Regions from separate parts of the Mus musculus genome. Here all the other regions are linked to region 5. A link is a contact called in public HiCAR-type, HiChIP or PLAC-seq and promoter capture Hi-C data. All regions are on one chromosome and are shown on one strand. The core of a region is the stretch at or near the end of the contact, and the rest is flanking DNA. Distances in the headings are between cores, read along the strand shown. Region 1 has its middle 7.6 kb from the start of Gm36395. Region 2 holds the start of Kcnmb1 (potassium large conductance calcium-activated channel, subfamily M, beta member 1). Region 3 holds the start of Lcp2 (lymphocyte cytosolic protein 2). Region 4 holds the start of Foxi1 (forkhead box I1). Region 5 holds the start of Pank3 (pantothenate kinase 3). Region 6 has its middle 15 kb from the start of 4930469K13Rik.

Region 1 (2,700 bases), core at 110-2,609, 1.8 Mb before region 5:
ACAACTATCTGAAAAATTTTCCCTATAATGCTCTCTGCAGGCCGAGAGGGAAAGAAGGCCTTCACTGGGTGGGCAACCACTTGCTTTTTGTCTGGCTGCTATGAAGGGTGTATGTGTGTGTTGGGGGGTGGGGGGGAGAGAGTGACTTCAGAACATTAATGTGGTTCTGACAGGTGTTTTCTACCTGTTCTGTGTGGGTTGCTGAATAAGTCTGTTTATACTCTCAAAAATCCAGGCTACTTGACTCCTGGGGAATTATTTGACAAAGAGCATATACTCAGTAGGTGTTTGGAGGGGGAAGGGGGAGGGAAGCAGATTACAGGCTAAATTGTAGAGATTCCCTAAGGGTTAATAAACAGCTCCTACACCACACAGCCCTGCTCTAAGCCAGGCCTCAGGGGTAGGGAACTTCCATAAGCCACTCACAGCCCTTTCTCCAGCCTTCCTTCATAAGCTCTGCCCTTCCCCCTCTCCACTCTTCCTCTGGTTGATGGCCTCTGCTGGGATTTCAAGTTGACTTCATTTAACCAGGTAACATCAGCAGCTGCTGGTGCCCTTTTGTTCTTTAGAGTATCTGCTCTGTCCGTAGTCGGTCCCTGGGTTTATGTGCAGTCAGAAGCGCTTTCTCTTCCTGTACCACGGAGGAGGATAAGATCTGTGGCGCAGCAGCTCAGCAAATGAGGCAGCTTGCCTGAAGCCACACAGCTGAGCTGCTTTGTGAGTCAAGCATACGCTTGCTGGGAGGGCCAGCTCCTTAACTAGACATCACTGTGAAGAAAGTCACTGTCACCTCCCTGCTGAAGATGACGCTGGGTTTTGAGCAACAGTGTAATCTTCACCCTTAAGTCTGCAGTGGCATGGCAGGAGCCTCTCTGCAGCAGCAGGATGCAGGTAGAGTGACTCTGTGAGCTTCGCTCTGCCCTCAGGAAGCGTTGTGGTCTAGGTGGAGATGTGAGGTATAGGCCATTGTAAATTCAGGGATGCCCAGGTGGATTCTGATTCATGTTCTGTAAGTTACCAATAGTATCAGGCAGAGCTTTTTAAAATGGATTTCAAAGAAGCCCGCCTCCCTAGGGTGTTGACTTCTTTGTTAAAAATTCATTGGTCACATCCTGGAGTAACCCTCAGCTAAGTGGTCAGTTTTGCTTCCTTACTACACCATTTGCCAGGGTCTTGAGTCCTCTCCTTGAAAATCTCCAGGCTACCTTTCCTTAGTCATGAGAAGCCATTGATTATGAGATAAGCCATGTATCTACTGACGACTTCCCCAGGAAATACACATGTCAGACTTGGTATGTAGTCATGCTCGCTCACACGAGGTTATTTGATGAGCTGATAGATCACACCATCTACTGGCCAATAGCTACTGTAGCTTGGTACATGCCATGTGTTAAGTGAGGAAGAAACTGACCAGGCAAGACAGTGCAGAGGTTCCTCCATCTTGTGTTCTTGCTGAGGCCATTCCCAGTTTAACTAAAATCTGACTTCCTTGATGAAGAATCCCATAGAAAATTACCCAACTCTGTTCTAGGAACTGAGTTCCTAGCCAGCTTATCTTAACTTTTGTTAAAAAACTGCCTGTTTGTGCAGAACCTCCTCCAGCTAACCACTTATCTTAGCATCTGCTAACACTGCTTGCTTTGAACTTCTTCCTCTGTGAAGTCCCCACTCCACCCCACCCCACCCCACCCCACCCCACTCCCGCTTCTATCCTCCCTCTGCAGCTGCTGAACAAGATGCCAGAATGAGGGTTTTGCCTTAAAAAACCCCTTGGTTTGGATGCTCTCAGACCATACCTCAGCCCCTGAACACGTGGGCGTGGTCCCAGTCTTCTGGAATAAAGGCTTAATTGGCTACACATTGTGTCTGAGTGGTCATCTCTAGTGAGCTTCCTGTAACAGTTTAGAAGTCCCACTGGGATCCCAGACTGAATCCAGACATGTAGAGGCCTCTTGACCCCCACGAGTTGGGAAAAGTGCACAGGCAATGAGGACTCTTAGAGGACACCCATCCTGAGACTTTCTAGGGCCCCATGAAAATCCTTTCTGACAAAAGGCTGCCGAATGTTCCAGTGGCACCTGGATGCAGCCTCTCACAAGAGCAAATTGGATGTCATTTGTTCTGAACACCTCCAGAGGTAAGTTTGGTCTGCAGAACTTGCCTGATCAGCCTGTGTGTCCAGGCTCTGTGTGGTTTGTTGAATGAATGAATGTTTGGTGACCACCTGTGATTTGTCTGTTTGCTGTTGACTGGATCTGCATGGTCTTTGTCTCTTTAAGTCAGTCTGTCACTTGCTCTTGTGATGGGAGGGAAAGCAAGTTCAGGTGTGTGCGGACATGTTCAGAAGGGCTCCGGAATGGGGTGACTCTGGTATTTGTTTCTTCCTAGGAAAACTCTGCAGTCTGTAAATGTGAGTGGGTCCTTTCTAAGCTAAGGTGGCTATCTTAAGGATCTTTGGATCTCCAGGCAATCAGGGCAGTCTGGAACATTATGACAGGCTTTCCTGGCCATCCTGATCAGTTCCCTCATGCGGATCACTGGCTTACCCTTGTTCTCAGTCTATCTTCATGGTTGAAAACCTGTTCTCTTTCTTTAGGAGTCAGGGTGTTCTTGGTCTGGCCAGAACACTCAGAAAGGGACTACAGATTCTCCTTACTCTACTTGAAGAGATGGGTGTTCCTCTCCTTATGTTCTGACTGG
Region 2 (2,700 bases), core at 180-2,679, 1.8 Mb before region 5:
CTGTAGCCCTGGCTGTTCTGGAACTCTCTATAAGGGGCAGCCTCGATCTCACTGAGATCCACCTGCCTCTGCTTCCTGAGTGCTGGGATTAAAGGCGGGTCCCACTGCTGCTCAGCCGAAAGGTCCTTCCTGAGGTGGGCCAGATGGAGAAAAACACCCAATGTCTCCCTTTGGTTTCCATGAATGCATGCATGTGTGAAAATATCAAGTACACACACATATACACAATATCATACACACATAATACACACACCATACCTATCCAAACACACACATATCACACACACATGCACAAATCATTTAAGCACCACACACACATGCAGGCACATGCACACTAATAAATCTCCAGTTGCTATGAGGCAACTAAACAGGTAGTTGTCTCTCTAGTTAGAGTCAGTGACTAAAGGGGGATGGGGTGCTGTTCACCCCCCAGAGTGTCAAGGAGCCTTGAGTGACAACTTTCTTTCTGGGCCTTAGAGGGCCCTGATTATCAGGTGTTAGGCTTAGGTGAGAGGTGCTAACACCTAGTGATCAGGAATATCTAAGATGCACCCACTGCCCTGGGCCTGGGGACACCAGAGGCTACTTCTAGAACTTTAGGTGGCTGGAGACATAACAGAGGTATGGTTTGAGGTGTTAGAACAGTCCCTTGGTGGCAGAGATGGCTGGGATTTGACACTGGGAGGGGCCAACTTCCAATCTGTCTCTGTTCATCAAGTAGAGAAACTCTGGACCAGGCATCAAGTTCTGTGCAGATGACTAGCAGGGCACCAAGGTGTAAGGAGGGCGGGGCGGGGGCGGGGCCGGGGTTGGGGCAGGGGTGGGGCGGGGCTTGTTCTTGCTTTCCCAACTCTTACAGTGCTCTCTTTATCCACAAGGACCCGGAGTGCAAAAGCAGGTTTGCCCCCCACCCCTACCTCCAGTACCAATGTTCAGTTGTCGTATTGGCTGCAATAACTTTCTGCCTATGAAGCAGAGTCAGTCTGTGGGAGGTCCCCAGCATGGCACTGTCCCTGGACCTGGACGGCTGGCCGGAAGCAGCTGTGGGACCCACCGCTACCAGCCTCAGCCCCAGTGGTCTTTAAAAGGCGGAATTTCCTCCTTTCTCTGAACTCCATCTCTAACTTAACAATCCAGAATAAAGTTAAGTTTTCAAAATGCTATTAATTATAGAAGGGAGAAGACAGAGGTCCAGAGAGGTTCAGTGACTTGTTCAGAGTCACACAGGAAGTCAGGGACAAAGGTGGGAGGCTTTGGCTGCACTGGTGTGGATATAACATGGGCTAGTGACAAGCCCAACCCCTCTACCTCCCTCCCCTGCACTACACAAGGAAGATCATTTCCTATTCCTGGCTTCTCTGCCAGCCTGAAAGACGGAGTGTAGAAGAAACATTTTTGTACATATATCAGGATGGCCTTGTGGGGTGGGTAATGGCTTTTGCTGTTTGACATCTGTTTCCCAGGAGACTCTGGGAAATGCAGGGGCAGAGTCCCCAACAGCAGCTGAGGGCTGTGAGGCTAGGTACCTGCTTGTGGAGTTTTTATCCCGGGGCAAGCTGTGTGCTCAGACTTGACCATGTTTGGGCATGGAGGCTCGACCCAGATGGGACTGAGACTGCTTCCCTGGAGACCAGCTGGGAGACCAAACTTCCTGCTAGAGCTCCCAGGCCTGACTTGGGGTGGGGGTGGGGGTGGGGCGAGTGGAGAGAAACCATCTGCCAGCCAGCGGAGACCCAGAGAACTGTGAGTGCTACATCCCAGAGAGCTTGGGAAGGGCTTCTAGGAAGCCGGGGCTGAGGGGAGATGGTGGGAGACAGCAGCCTGTGATGGCATGGATAGGGTGGTGAAAATCCCTACCTCTCCTGATGCCCATCAGAGTTCTGGCACCGGAGGGCCTGCCTGGCCTGTTGACCCTGGTCTGGGCGTCTCTTTTGTGGCCAGCCAGTCAGGACCAGTGTTGTCACTTGTCATCAGGATAGGGATCGACAAACAGGCCTGGCAGAGTGCACCAAGCTCCTTCAATTCCTCAGTTAATGATGGCGCCTGTTTATGGAGGGCATCACTTATTTATGAGGTGACGCTCAGCAGTGTTGGTGGGTCTACATCAGGACCCTGAGGAGGGCACTATTGTTCTTGTTTTAACAGTCATATGGTTGCTAAGTAGAAAAGCCAGGACTCGGTCTTATATCTGATGGCCTCTCTTCTCTAAACTCCCCCAAAACCCTTACATACTCTATCCCCAGTCCTTCTAAGGAAGAGATCAACAACCCAACAGTTATGCCACATAGGACTCTTCTTTAACCCTTTCCAACTTTCCTAGATCAAGCCCAGACCTCAGGTGACTTTTCTACAGAATTCCATCCAAGGAGTCCTGAGATACTTAATGTTTCACATCCGGCATAGTCTCCCTGAAATCTCTTCTGTTATCATGGAAACCCATTTCTTCCTGTCTCAGGCCACAGTGCATATCAGAGCTTCATATCCTTCTTGCTGGAGGTTCTCATTAGGCCCATCCCAGATTCCCACCTAAGCTTTACATTTAAACTGAACTCACTTCATGTAGCTGGTGAGCCATCGGGACATTACAGGCACAACCAGTCACAGGAGCGAGACCTCTCAGGAACAGGTGACATCCTTCCTTCCTTTCCCTTCTGAGCTTCCATGCTGTAGCCTTGAGCAGACTCCTGCTGTCATTTATCT
Region 3 (2,700 bases), core at 136-2,635, 1.7 Mb before region 5:
CCTTTTCCTAGAATTTCTCTATTTTGACATTGATTGATTGATTGGTTATTTGATTGATTGGTTATTTGATTGACTGGGGTCCAGAATTCTCACCTATCCACTCCACTCTCCAAGCTTATACATAAAGCCTAGGTTCATTCCATGATGCCTTCTTTACTCTCCATTTTCAATTGGCTGCCATGCTGCTGATTTGAAAGATGAAATAATGTCTCTCACTGAGAAGGGAGCTTTGGAGCAGCAGGGCAGTGGTCCATTGAGCGTCAGCCACAGTTGAGCTTTATGTAACATACCTGGGCATTTCCTGCAGATCAGCAGCATGGAGCATGTTTCAGGGACTGGGCCTGGCACTGCATCTGCATCTGCATCTCATTTAAGCTCACAATCAGGTACTGAGACAGCTGCTAGAGGCAGCAGGGCTTCCTGTAGTCTATAGAAAATGGAAAGCACACATGACTAAAGCTACCCTTGACAAACCTTCAGGAACAGCACCTCACGTACCAATGGTGCGCTATTCAAGCATTGGAACAGAGAACTAGGTGTGTGTGTGTGTGTGTGTGTGTGTGTGTGTGTGTGTGTGTGCATTTCCATATGTGCACTCATGTATGTGCACATACAGATGGAATCCTGGCTAACCTGCGTTTGCAGGTTGCCTTATGCACCAATGCTTTAACCTCAGGTCACACTCACTGCCAATGGTTGTATCAGTCTGTGAGAAGTGTATAGAGTCTGAGACTGGAGGAGGAAGCAACAGATCCCCCTCTCCCATCTCCAGGCATTATATATACTCTTTGCCTAGGCATATGGTAGAATCAAAAGCAAATGCCATATATGGAAGAAACAATGGTAGACAGAATATAAGACAAAAAAAGCACAGCGTATAGAAGGTGTGCCATCAATAGCAACAATTCTTTAAACTTTTTATCTTTACATTTGCCTAGCAAATGCATTAAAGTTTTATGTGTATAACCCCTTTGTTTCCCTGCCTTGCAGATATGGAAACTGTCTGCCTAGACTGTCATTTCATGCTCAAAGCTACAGTGCATAAACATTCCTATCAGAAATGGAGCTGTTCCTCTGACCTGTAGCATTATTACCTCTCCTGGCTGCTAAGGAGCCAGGCTTCATAACACCAAGAAGCAGCTGAAGGCCACACTGCTTTCAATAAGAACAAACTGGTGGGGAAGGAGGTCAGAAAACATTGAGAGACTATCTTCCTTCTCCCACAGTTCACTAGTGGATGAAATTATAGATAATTTTAAGGAACTGTCAAAAGAGATCCTTATCTGCAAAGAGTCAGCCAAGCACAAATATGGTGCCCAGCTTTGAGTGTCTGTAATACTAATGGGAAAAAAAATACTTGAACTGACACTGGAGTTTAAGCCCCCTTTGTTCCTCTTCCTGCTTGGCTGGGGTGTCTGGGCCAGTGGGGAATTAACAATCTCTCTCTCTCTCTCTCTCTCTCTCTCTCTCTCTCTCTCTCTCTCTCTCTCTCTCCCCTCTCTCTCTCTCTGCATTATGAACCCCCAGAGCTGTCCTTCCTTGTTTACTTATTTAGAAGTCAGCAGAGGAAGTGGTAAAGGAAACTAGCTGAGTCGTTTTCTGAGAAGAGACCATATTTGTTCACAGGGGAAGCCGCTGCTTTTGGGGATCTGGCTACAGCAGAAAAGAGTCCTCTTCAACAAGGGTGTTCCTGAGAGCATCTGGGAATCAGAAGAGCCAAGGACACCTCAGAGCTCTGGATCTGGGCTTTTCCCCTGTTCATGGCTGCATCGCCTCTCCTCAGTTTGTGAGCCTCTCCCTGTAGAGCAGCCATGGCCTTGAAGAATGTCCCGTTTCGCTCAGAGGTCCTAGCCTGGAACTCAGACAACCTCGCTGACTATTTCAGGAAGGTGGGTCTTTCCCTCTTGTGCCTTTGGTTGGTCTGGTATGTCTTTGGTTGGGTGGGCAGAGACAGGAGGTGGACTGTGGACAGTATGTGGAAGGTGTATGGTATAGTGGTAGATATAGGAGACAGACAGACATTGCTTTCTTGGTAACGTGTCCTGTAGAGAAAGATAGGGGGGAGGGCCCTCAGCTACACAAGTCCCTAGACACACTGCCTGTACTTCCAGTGCTCTACAGACTGTGTCTTGTCAGACACAACCCACTGTCATGGGAGATCCGTGTTGACATACTAACAATCTGCATTGACAGTGTTGCGTTGTAACAACATCATTATTTTGCTCAGCTGAAAAGTCAGCTCGGGGAGTTGAAGCGTTCCAAAGCTCTTGAGTCTTCTGCAATCAGGTTAGATTGGAGTCTTGCCTATTTAGCCTTAAAGCACATGCTCTGAGCTGCAGAGGCTTACTGTGGTAAAGGCTACTTACTAGAAAGGGAGAGATGGGGTAGGAAAATGAACAGGCAGGGCAGGAGGTTAGAACAGAGAGCTGGATGAACACTGGTGTTTTGACATCTGTTGTTCATGATCCTGGAAGAAGGCTAGAGTCTCTTTATTGGCCAGAGCCTCACTGGAGTTTTATGAGAATCCTGGAAAGCTGTCCAGAAAACAGACATAAGCCCCAGGATAGTTAGGGACGTAGAAGACAAGTTCAGCAGACTTAGAAGTCAGGCTGGACCAGAGTTCTGCTGTCCTGATTTCCAGGATAGGAGGAGATAGGCAAGATCCTTGTTAACAGCTAACTGTGACCACATGTCTGCTTA
Region 4 (2,700 bases), core at 197-2,696, 1.6 Mb before region 5:
AGGCAGTCTCCTTTCTGAGGGACAAACAGATCTGACCAGAGCTGACTTCAGAGTGGGCAGTGGAAAAGTTCCAACCCTGGCTTCCCATGTGAGAACAACACTAGTGTTTGGGCCTGGAAACTGGATGTCGGAATGCTTCACACTCCTCTCGGCAATGTCTCCTGCTCACCTTTTAGAAGGGATGCTCCAGTCTTAGTGTAGGAGCTGCATTTAAGCTGAACATGATCACTGCCATTCTGGTCTACGCCATTTGAGCTGAATACGATCACTGCCATTCCGGTCTATGCCACTTTAGAGAAGCAGCTTTACACACAAATGCTATTTTTCTCATCTGTGCAATGGGTTCACTAAAAGACACCCTATATAGAGAGCTGCCAGCATTAAAAGAGGTTCCAAATGGAGGGAAAGGTCAGAGCTGTGCCATGGGGCCATCAGCGGTGCCCAGCCATGGTCAGGTCCTCTCTACTACAGGTGTGGCTGTGACACACTCTGGCTTGGCTTGGTCTAGTCCTGCCCAGGACTTGTCATGTGCTGGGCACCGAGATACACATGCAGGATTCTGAGTGTTGGCGCACATCAAAGACTGACCAACTCCCCTCCCTGTTATTCTTTCGACGAGGAAACTGAGGCACAGCAGAAGCCTGAATCTGTTCCCAGGGCTCACATTCTCCTCTACTGTGGATTCCCTTCAGCTCTGTCTCCTAGCAGCTCCAGTCAGAACTTTTTAGAACAGAGTTCGGAACAAAAATAAAATGAGCCCTCAGGGATGCCTACAGCCTTTCAAGGGATGGTCTCCTATTCCATATGCACTGCTACTTGTCTTACCTGGGTCGTCCTCATCTCGGGGCACCTTCTTGAAGCAGTCGTTGAGTGACAGGTTGTGGCGGATGGAGTTCTGCCAGCCAGCCTTGCTCTTGTTGTAAAAGGGAAAGTTGTCGGCCACGTACTGGTAGATCTGGCTCAGTGTGAGGCGCTGGTCGGGCGCACCGTGGATTGCCATGGCAATGAGGGCTGAATAGGAATATGGTGGGCGTACCAGCTTCATGAGCTCTTCCTGAGAGGGGATGGGCAGCCAGCCCAGGTCGCTGGGCAGTAGCTGCCTCTGCATGCCATAGGCCTGGGGTAGAAAGGGGCTGGCGTTAGTGCCAGGCAGGTAGGGTGGTGGGGTCATGGCCGGCCCATTGAGCCAGAGGTAGGGGTTGGGAGTGGTCCCGTATTCGCCACCACCTTCGAAGGAGGTTGGGCGCTGAGGACTGGGCATGCCCTGAGGGTGGAAGAAATTCTCATAGTAAAGATTCATCTCCGGGGGCTCCTGGCCGATGCTGGGGAACTGGGGACTGCACCGAGGTGGTGAAGGCGCTGGGAGGTCGAAGGAGCTCATGCTGGAGCTGGCTTCGGGTAGCCACCGGCCGCACCTGTGTTCTCTGGAGCTGCCCCTGACAGGTGCTCAGCAGGTCCTGGCCTCCTGTGACTTATACCCCCAGGGCTTGGCTGGGTGGCCCCACCCAGGGGCGGCCACCTGCCAGCAGCTCCCGACCAGGGCCCGCCTCCCTCTTGCCTTAGCTGCCTGTGGCCTTAGTTCCCACTAATGACATGCTAAAGGAGACTTATTGGAACCAGTACCCCAAGTGACAAGAGCTCCCTTCCATCCTCCCCCTGTTTTCTTTCCCATCGTTCCAGAGTACCTTTCTCTTTCCCTTGCATTTTCCCTCCCTCCTCACGTTCCCTGCCTTTCTCCCTCCTTCCCATCTTCTCCACAGGCTATTCTGTGTTGCTTTCTTTGTTTCTCACACTTTCTTTCCCTTCTCTTTGCCTGCTTCATTCTGTCTCTCACTCTTGTTTCTTGCTCTTGAGCCCTTGTTTTCCCTTCCACTCCTGCCCCTCATTCTCTGATGAACCCCCACCTACCCCACCCCACCCACCTCACCCACCCCACCCCTATATATCAGCAGCTCATGCTTTGGTCTTTGGAAGGCTAGATGCATTTTCTAGAGTTGCCAGGACACTCTACAGCTCCTGTAGAGTCAGAGAGCAGTTTGGCCTCTGGAGAGGACACATGTGGCTCCCTTCTGCTCCTAACTCTCTCTCTCTCTCTCTCTCCCACTCCTCCCTCTCTCTCTCTCTCCTCTCTTGCCCTCCCCATTCCTCCCTCTCTCTCTATCTCCCCCTCCCCCTTCTCATTCTTCTCTCTCTCTCTCTCTCTCTCTTTCTCTCTCATACACCACATACACACACACTCTTACATATACCACACACACATATACCATACACATATGCACATGCACACACACACACTCTTACATATACCACATACAGAGACACACACACATATCACACAGAGACTTACACACACACACACACACACACACTGTAGGCCGAAAGAAGACAATGTGAAGGCTGCTGTGGACATGGCCTGGAAACCCCCCAAGATGAGCAGCAGGGCTCTTAAAAAGAACATCAAAAGATAGAGGATGGGAACTGGATTTTAGGTAGAAATGAGAAAGAACACCCACGATTCAAGTTTCTTTCTAGCTTTAAGGCACAGCAGTCTCCCCTGATCCTCAGTTGATCCAACATCTGTGGAAGTTGTTGTGCAGAGACCCCTGGCACTGAGGGAGCTAGGCAATGCGGAGCTAGGCAATGCAAGCACACACACACACACACACACACACACACACACACCGGCTGCTCTCGTCCTTC
Region 5 (2,700 bases), core at 19-2,518:
ATTATATCCACCAGTACACAGTAATTAAACCAGACCTGCCAGACCCAACTCATTCCCATAAGCTCTAACCTAGTCCCATGAGATGTAATACAGTCTCTAGAGAAAGTCATTGATCAACCGCAAGACTGGTGTCCCCATTACCCAGTCACTTCCTGAAGGCCCCACCTTCTCACACTACTTCATTGAGAAATGAAGCCTCAGTGTGAATTTTGGCTTAGAGCAACTAAATCCAAACTATAGCAATCAGCAAAGGCAGGACAGCAGAGCTCGCCAGTTAGATTGTTTCTTGGAATGCTATCTTCCAGGGCCAACTCCCCAGGGGCAAGCACATGGAGGTTCCTACCAAGCCACATATTGTCAATGACTGAATTCTTTGCCATCTAAGACATAAAAGTGGAGGAGAGGCCATGTCCTTGATACCATCTCTTCCTTTTCCGATGGATGATCTCAAATCACAAGAGGCGTAGAGAAAAGGGTATCCTGGGTTTATTCTGAGAACTGGTGCATCTAATTCTTTTCTCTGAAAGTCACTTTCCTCTTTATAATGAGGAGCTAGACTAGAGAGATCCTGTGAGGAACCTGAAAGGCATGTGCTTTCAAACGTTTTGTTTTATGAGACAGGGTTTCTCTGTAGCTCTGGGTGTCCTGGAACTCGCTCTGTAGACCAGGCTGGCCTCGAATTTCCAGAGATCTGCCTGCCTCTGCCTCCACAGAGTTCAGGGATTAAAGGCGTTGCACCACGACCATACTACAACTTTCAAGTGTTTCGACTGCCTCGTTCCTGCCGTATCTTCACAGTAAATAAAACTCGCATGTGACTCAAAAGGCTGCTAGACTACATTACATTAAATAATAATTATGTAGCAAATGTTACCATCTTTAGTGACCTTCCAACCCCAATATTCAAGGTGTTCCTTTAGCGGATGACTTATCTCATCAAACGTATTCAGTGGTCTGGACCCCTGAATTTTGACACAGCCATCACAGGGAAAAACCATCAAGAGGAAAATCTGCGACTGCGTGACAGCCACAGCGCCCTCAGAGTTCACAACCCCTCTCTTCTTTCAGCCGCTACGAGACCAGAGCCCGGGAATTGCCAGGACCGCCCACGGCTTGCTACCATTGGCGGCCTCCTTGCTGGCGTGACTAAGGCTCCGCCTCTTCCCCGCTGGGACCACTCTGAGGCGATCTCCGGAAGCGGAGGGGGGCTAGAAATAGGGGTCGAGAGGCATCCTGGGCTTTGTAGTCCGCCTGAGCATCTGCCGCAGGAGAGTGGAGCCTCACTCTACGGAGAACTACAACTCCTAGCAGCCCCGCGGAGAGCGAGGCGAGGAGGCCTGAGTCACGTGGGCGCTGGGCCTGGGCGGGCTATTTCTCAGTGCGGCGGCGGCGGCGGCGGCGGCTCGGGGGACCGGGGCCTTTTGTTCGGAGCGGCTGCGGGGGGCCACGGAGCGGCGAGGCCCGCGGCCTTCCCCGGCTCGCTCGGTCCCGGCCGCCCCTTGCGGGGTTGCTGGGCCGCCCCGTGGGCCGCCTGTGGCCTCAGGCGCCGCCGCCCCGCCCTAGGCCCGCCCCACCCGGCCTGAGGGGAGGAACCGGCCGGGCCTCGCCGCGCGGCCCAGCCAGCTCCGGAGTATTCACCTCTCCTCGCTGAGCTCTGCACCCGAGGCTACCCCTCGCGCCTTAGGCCGACGCCATGAAGATCAAGGATGCCAAAAAACCCTGTAAGATGGGACCGGGGACCCGTGGGTTGGGAAGACGGGCCTTGGAGCCTCTGGCGGAGCGGCCCGCTTTAAGCTCGCGACTGTTCTCGGACGCCAGCCAGGGAGGGAAGGGAGGGATCGCTGCAGCCCCAGGTTGCAGGCGGCGGGCTTCCCCACCCCCATGCATGAGGGCCAGGCTCCTGCGGTCCCCCTGCCCGCTGCTCTCTTGCTCCTGCAGATCTGGGAGGTGCACGGGAGAATCTTGACTCGGGTTTTACCAAAATGGGAGCACAGCTACCAGGCCCCTCTTGAAAAGAGGTAGTCATGGCTGTCAGATAGGGGTTGGTACACCACCTCCCTCCCATTTTCCCCAGTTTCTGGGTTTCCTGCGCGTGTCCTTGAAGTCCAGGTGGGTTCCTGGGAGTTGTCAGCCTTGCATTTGGAGCTGTTCAACGCTTGTGCATGTACTCTGCCTGTAGATAAATTAATGGCTTGGGCAGTTTAGAAAATCAGCTGGTTTTGTGTTTTAGGGAGCAGATAAACACCAAGGTTAAACATCGTATTTCAGCTATTTCGAACACATTAATATGGTGATAAATACCTCGAGCTTTTTTCTGTAGTTGTACATGCATATACATGCAAAGGTTCTAACCCTGTTATGAGAGACACATCAAGGTTCACAAGCTGTCTTTTAAATGCCTCTTATTCCTGCGGTTGGCTTGTTTATTGGCTCAGTCTTTGTGAATGTTGTTCTTTCATTCTCTACTAACTGGGCATGTGGGGATCTGTGTTCCTGTCATAGAGGTTTTACAGATTTTAGTGTTTTATGCCATCTACAACTGCGCCTAGAGGTCAGCTGTAAAGGGGGCATGAACATCTTCCCTGCCTGTTCCCATAAACCTCACAGACTCAGCTTCCAACGCAGTCCAGAAACATTTACTTAAAACGTGAGAGTTCTCAGTGCTTAAAGATGAGGAAAGAGAACTTTGCTTCAGTGACT
Region 6 (2,700 bases), core at 15-2,514, 1.7 Mb before region 5:
GTGTGCCCCTGAAAGGGTTCTTCAGATCCTGGCCCTTCACAGATGTCGTGAAGTGAGCAGCTTCCTCGATCTCACCCACAGTTACAAACGGTCTTGCTACCGGCCTGGAACAATAAGACCGGGGGACTGTATGCTGAACTTTCTGAAACTGTGAACCCGATAAGCATCTCTTTCTTTTAAATCATTCACTTGAGAGGCTTTGTCATAATGATACAATGCAATAGCAACTGCAGAAACACACACATTCAGGCACTGTGCTGTCTCTTCAATCTCATTTCCCCCAGAGGTCATATGAGTCATGTGAAACCTTCACCTCACACCTACACAGATTTTCCCTGTTATGCTTTTGTCTTGGGACTCTTTGGTCTTGGGAGATGGCTCCATGCACTTCTGAGTTAAGAAATGACAAATGGGAATAGTTCTCACCGGGTAAACACAGCAGGATCCGAACTCACTCCTCAGCAGAGGTCAGCTCTCGTGTCACTGACTAACCTTTGGGGTGTTCCCATCAGATATTGACAGCTATGTTTTTTGAAGCTCCTAAAGGCATTTCTCCACCAATGCTAGGCCAAATCCTGCCCTGGGCCACAGATACCTTCTCCATATTGCTAGGCTTGTGCATTCTGCTCAGTGTATTATTTTTAAGGTTAAAATTTTTTACTAAAATAACTGAAACCTGTCACCATAAATAAGTGACATTTGTGGAAATGGGCCTGCTTACCTTATTTTAAACATTATACAGGGCATCCGTGTATCAAAATCTCGCATGGCACTGCATTAATATGCATAGTTATGTGCTAGCTAAGAATTAATAAAAATAAATCTTAAATATATTCAATTCACAATTATGTTTGATGATAGGGAAATGGAATATGAAGGATGGATGAATAAATATCATGATATTCAGAAATGAAATAGAAATATTACTTTAAATAAAAAGAAAAGCAGGGGGGAAAGTCTCTAACCACCACGTGTGCCCCCAAAGAAATCAAGGTTCACCTTTAATCTCTTAGGAAGCTACTGCCAGTACTGTGATGCACAGCCTTCTAGCCTCCCCACCCACTTACAGTACAGCTTTTGAGAAGGGATTGGTCCTTCAAATGTCCTTAATGTTTAAGAGGACAAGAAAAGTCCTGTTTTCCCTTCCTGAGAGACTGTAACCATAATCTCTATTATGTAAATTCTTTCAAAGAAGCAGTCTGTTCAAAGCTGTTGCTAAGTCATTTGTTGCTATAGCAATGCTTGGCCCTAGAGGCAGCAAACAACAGGCAGGCTCCAGCCTCCAAACACTGGCCACCATTATCTCCCTCACACCCTAGGGGAGAGCTCCCTTTGCCAAAGCTATTCATTTAAATTAGCAGCTCCCATCTCAGTCATTTGAGTTTCTTGTGCTTGCTGTGCTGTCCTGACTGGGGCTTTAACAGCAGTTAGGGCAATATATTGAGGTCGTGAGGACTGCGGGTCGGCAAGTCTTGGTGATTAGGATATCTGAGATAAACAGATATTTGATTAGTGGCTTAGGGGTACAATCCTGTCCGGATGAAAACAGAGGCAATAAATAGTATAGTCACTAAAATCCCAGTAACCACTGGTCTATAGGAAACAAATCTGAGACCATTCTGAGATGTTATATGTGGCTGCATATATGTACTCTAACTGTAGGATGACATTCCACATATGTAATATATTTCATTGGATTCTGGCAAACCCCACAGCATTTTACATGAGAGAAACAGGTTTAGACAGAGCAAGCAACCTGTCCAAAGTCCCTGGCAGAAAGTGACAGTGCTGGCTGGTTTCAAACATCTGCCTTCTGTCTCAGAGCTGCCTGCTTGCTCACTGAGCTGCCTTGAAGGACTAGAATAAGCATGCATGGTATCTCTACTCTGCACGGGGAGTTCCTGGACTTTTTAATTGGAAGGCACTGACTGGGCTTGGTACACACCATTATCACCCCCACTGGTGGATGCAAAGCTGAGACTCACACATGTGCTGTACCCACTGCCAGGACACTGGTTGAACAAAGAGCTTGGGCTACTAGTCACCTGCCTCTGGAGCCTGTACTGCCTCTACACAACACCACGTGGTACCTGGTACCCAGAAATCATTAAGCCCAGGGCTCTTACTTTGGCAAGTGAAGAAACAGACTAATGAATACCAAGCAGCTCCATCAAGGTCATTTTGGGAGGTCTAGGGTATCTCCTCCCAGCTTCCCAAGGACAATGGATCTTCTGTGTTAGCTACTTTTATCATCTCTGTGACCAAATACTTGGCAGAAACCATTTAAATGAAAAAAGATTTGTTTGGCTCATATTGTCTGAGGGTCCGGTCTGTGAAGGTTTGACCTGTGTCTCAGGATTTCTATTGCTGTGATGAAACACAGTGACTCAAAGTGTGTTGAGAAGGAAAGGTTTTTATTTGGTGTGTATGCCCATCGTTGTAGTCCATCACTGAAGGAAGTCAGGACCGGAACTCAAACAGGGCAGGTACCTGGAAGTAAGCACTGATGCAGAAGCCATGGAGGGGTGCTGCTTACTGGCTTGCTCCCCATGGCTTGCTCAGCCTGCTTTCTTTCCTGTTTTTAAAATACTTTTTATTAGGTATTTTCCTCATTTACATTTCCAATGCTATCCCAAAAGTCCCCCATACCCTCCCACCCACTCCCCTACCCACCCACTCCCACTTTTTGGCCCTGGTGTT

What was found. Promoter capture Hi-C pulls out the DNA fragments that hold promoters and counts their contacts. HiCAR-type assays count read pairs that join an accessible place to other places. HiChIP or PLAC-seq counts read pairs in DNA pulled down with a chosen protein or histone mark.
Region 1: an H3K27ac HiChIP or PLAC-seq map of thymic regulatory T cells shows a contact between it and region 5, with 11 times the contacts expected there. The contact joins the enhancer-like site here to the promoter of Pank3 in region 5. A contact is called at or near these places in 1 of 39 promoter capture datasets (pre-B cells), 4 of 484 Hi-C or Micro-C datasets (B cells, CD4 T cells, Th1 cells and 1 more) and 2 of 115 datasets of contacts at active chromatin or transcription factors (large pre-B cells and thymic regulatory T cells).
Region 2: a promoter capture Hi-C map of hippocampal neurons shows a contact between it and region 5, with 5 times the contacts expected there. The contact joins the promoter of Kcnmb1 here to the promoter of Pank3 in region 5. A contact is called at or near these places in 2 of 39 promoter capture datasets (hippocampal neurons and pre-B cells).
Region 3: a contact with region 5 is called in an H3K27ac HiChIP or PLAC-seq map of bone marrow-derived dendritic cells, with 10 times the contacts expected there. The contact joins the promoter of Lcp2 here to the promoter of Pank3 in region 5. A contact is called at or near these places in 1 of 39 promoter capture datasets (pre-B cells) and 1 of 115 datasets of contacts at active chromatin or transcription factors (bone marrow-derived dendritic cells).
Region 4: a HiCAR-type map of astrocytes shows a contact between it and region 5, with 3 times the contacts expected there. The contact joins the promoter of Foxi1 here to the promoter of Pank3 in region 5. A contact is called at or near these places in 2 of 39 promoter capture datasets (hippocampal neurons and pre-B cells) and 2 of 115 datasets of contacts at active chromatin or transcription factors (astrocytes and large pre-B cells).
Region 6: a contact with region 5 is called in a promoter capture Hi-C map of hippocampal neurons, with 3 times the contacts expected there. The contact joins the enhancer-like site here to the promoter of Pank3 in region 5. A contact is called at or near these places in 5 of 39 promoter capture datasets (the HPC-7 cell line, cranial neural crest, embryonic stem cells and 2 more) and 1 of 115 datasets of contacts at active chromatin or transcription factors (large pre-B cells).

What each region holds. Positions count from the first base shown.
Region 1 is chr11:33,938,367-33,941,066 of GRCm38.p6, forward strand. It overlaps a transcript of Kcnip1 not described here. Among named protein-coding and RNA genes, the nearest start is that of Gm36395, 7.6 kb to the left of the region's middle. Within about 2 kb of position 1,360, at least 83 of the 459 cell types and tissues checked have an H3K27ac peak or open chromatin away from gene starts, as enhancers often do. A contact at or near this core is called in Th1 cells and thymic regulatory T cells, where this site is marked.
Region 2 is chr11:33,961,584-33,964,283 of GRCm38.p6, forward strand. Kcnmb1 (potassium large conductance calcium-activated channel, subfamily M, beta member 1) reads left to right here and starts at 1,430. Exons shown (of 4, transcript NM_031169.4): 1 at 1,430-1,743. It also overlaps a transcript of Kcnip1 not described here.
Region 3 is chr11:34,045,543-34,048,242 of GRCm38.p6, forward strand. Lcp2 (lymphocyte cytosolic protein 2) reads left to right here and starts at 1,386. Exons shown (of 21, transcript NM_010696.4): 1 at 1,386-1,889. The coding sequence starts at 1,812. The region is part of intron 4 of 4930469K13Rik (RIKEN cDNA 4930469K13 gene); the gene reads right to left.
Region 4 is chr11:34,206,643-34,209,342 of GRCm38.p6, forward strand. It overlaps Foxi1 (forkhead box I1), which reads right to left and starts at 1,447. Exons shown (of 2, transcript NM_023907.4): 1 at 826-1,447. The coding sequence starts at 1,381.
Region 5 is chr11:35,768,227-35,770,926 of GRCm38.p6, forward strand. Pank3 (pantothenate kinase 3) reads left to right here and starts at 1,269. Exons shown (of 7, transcript NM_145962.2): 1 at 1,269-1,721. The coding sequence starts at 1,694.
Region 6 is chr11:34,111,902-34,114,601 of GRCm38.p6, forward strand. No RefSeq gene overlaps it. Among named protein-coding and RNA genes, the nearest start is that of 4930469K13Rik, 15 kb to the left of the region's middle. Within about 2 kb of position 1,265, at least 60 of the 459 cell types and tissues checked have an H3K27ac peak or open chromatin away from gene starts, as enhancers often do. A contact at or near this core is called in hippocampal neurons, where this site is marked.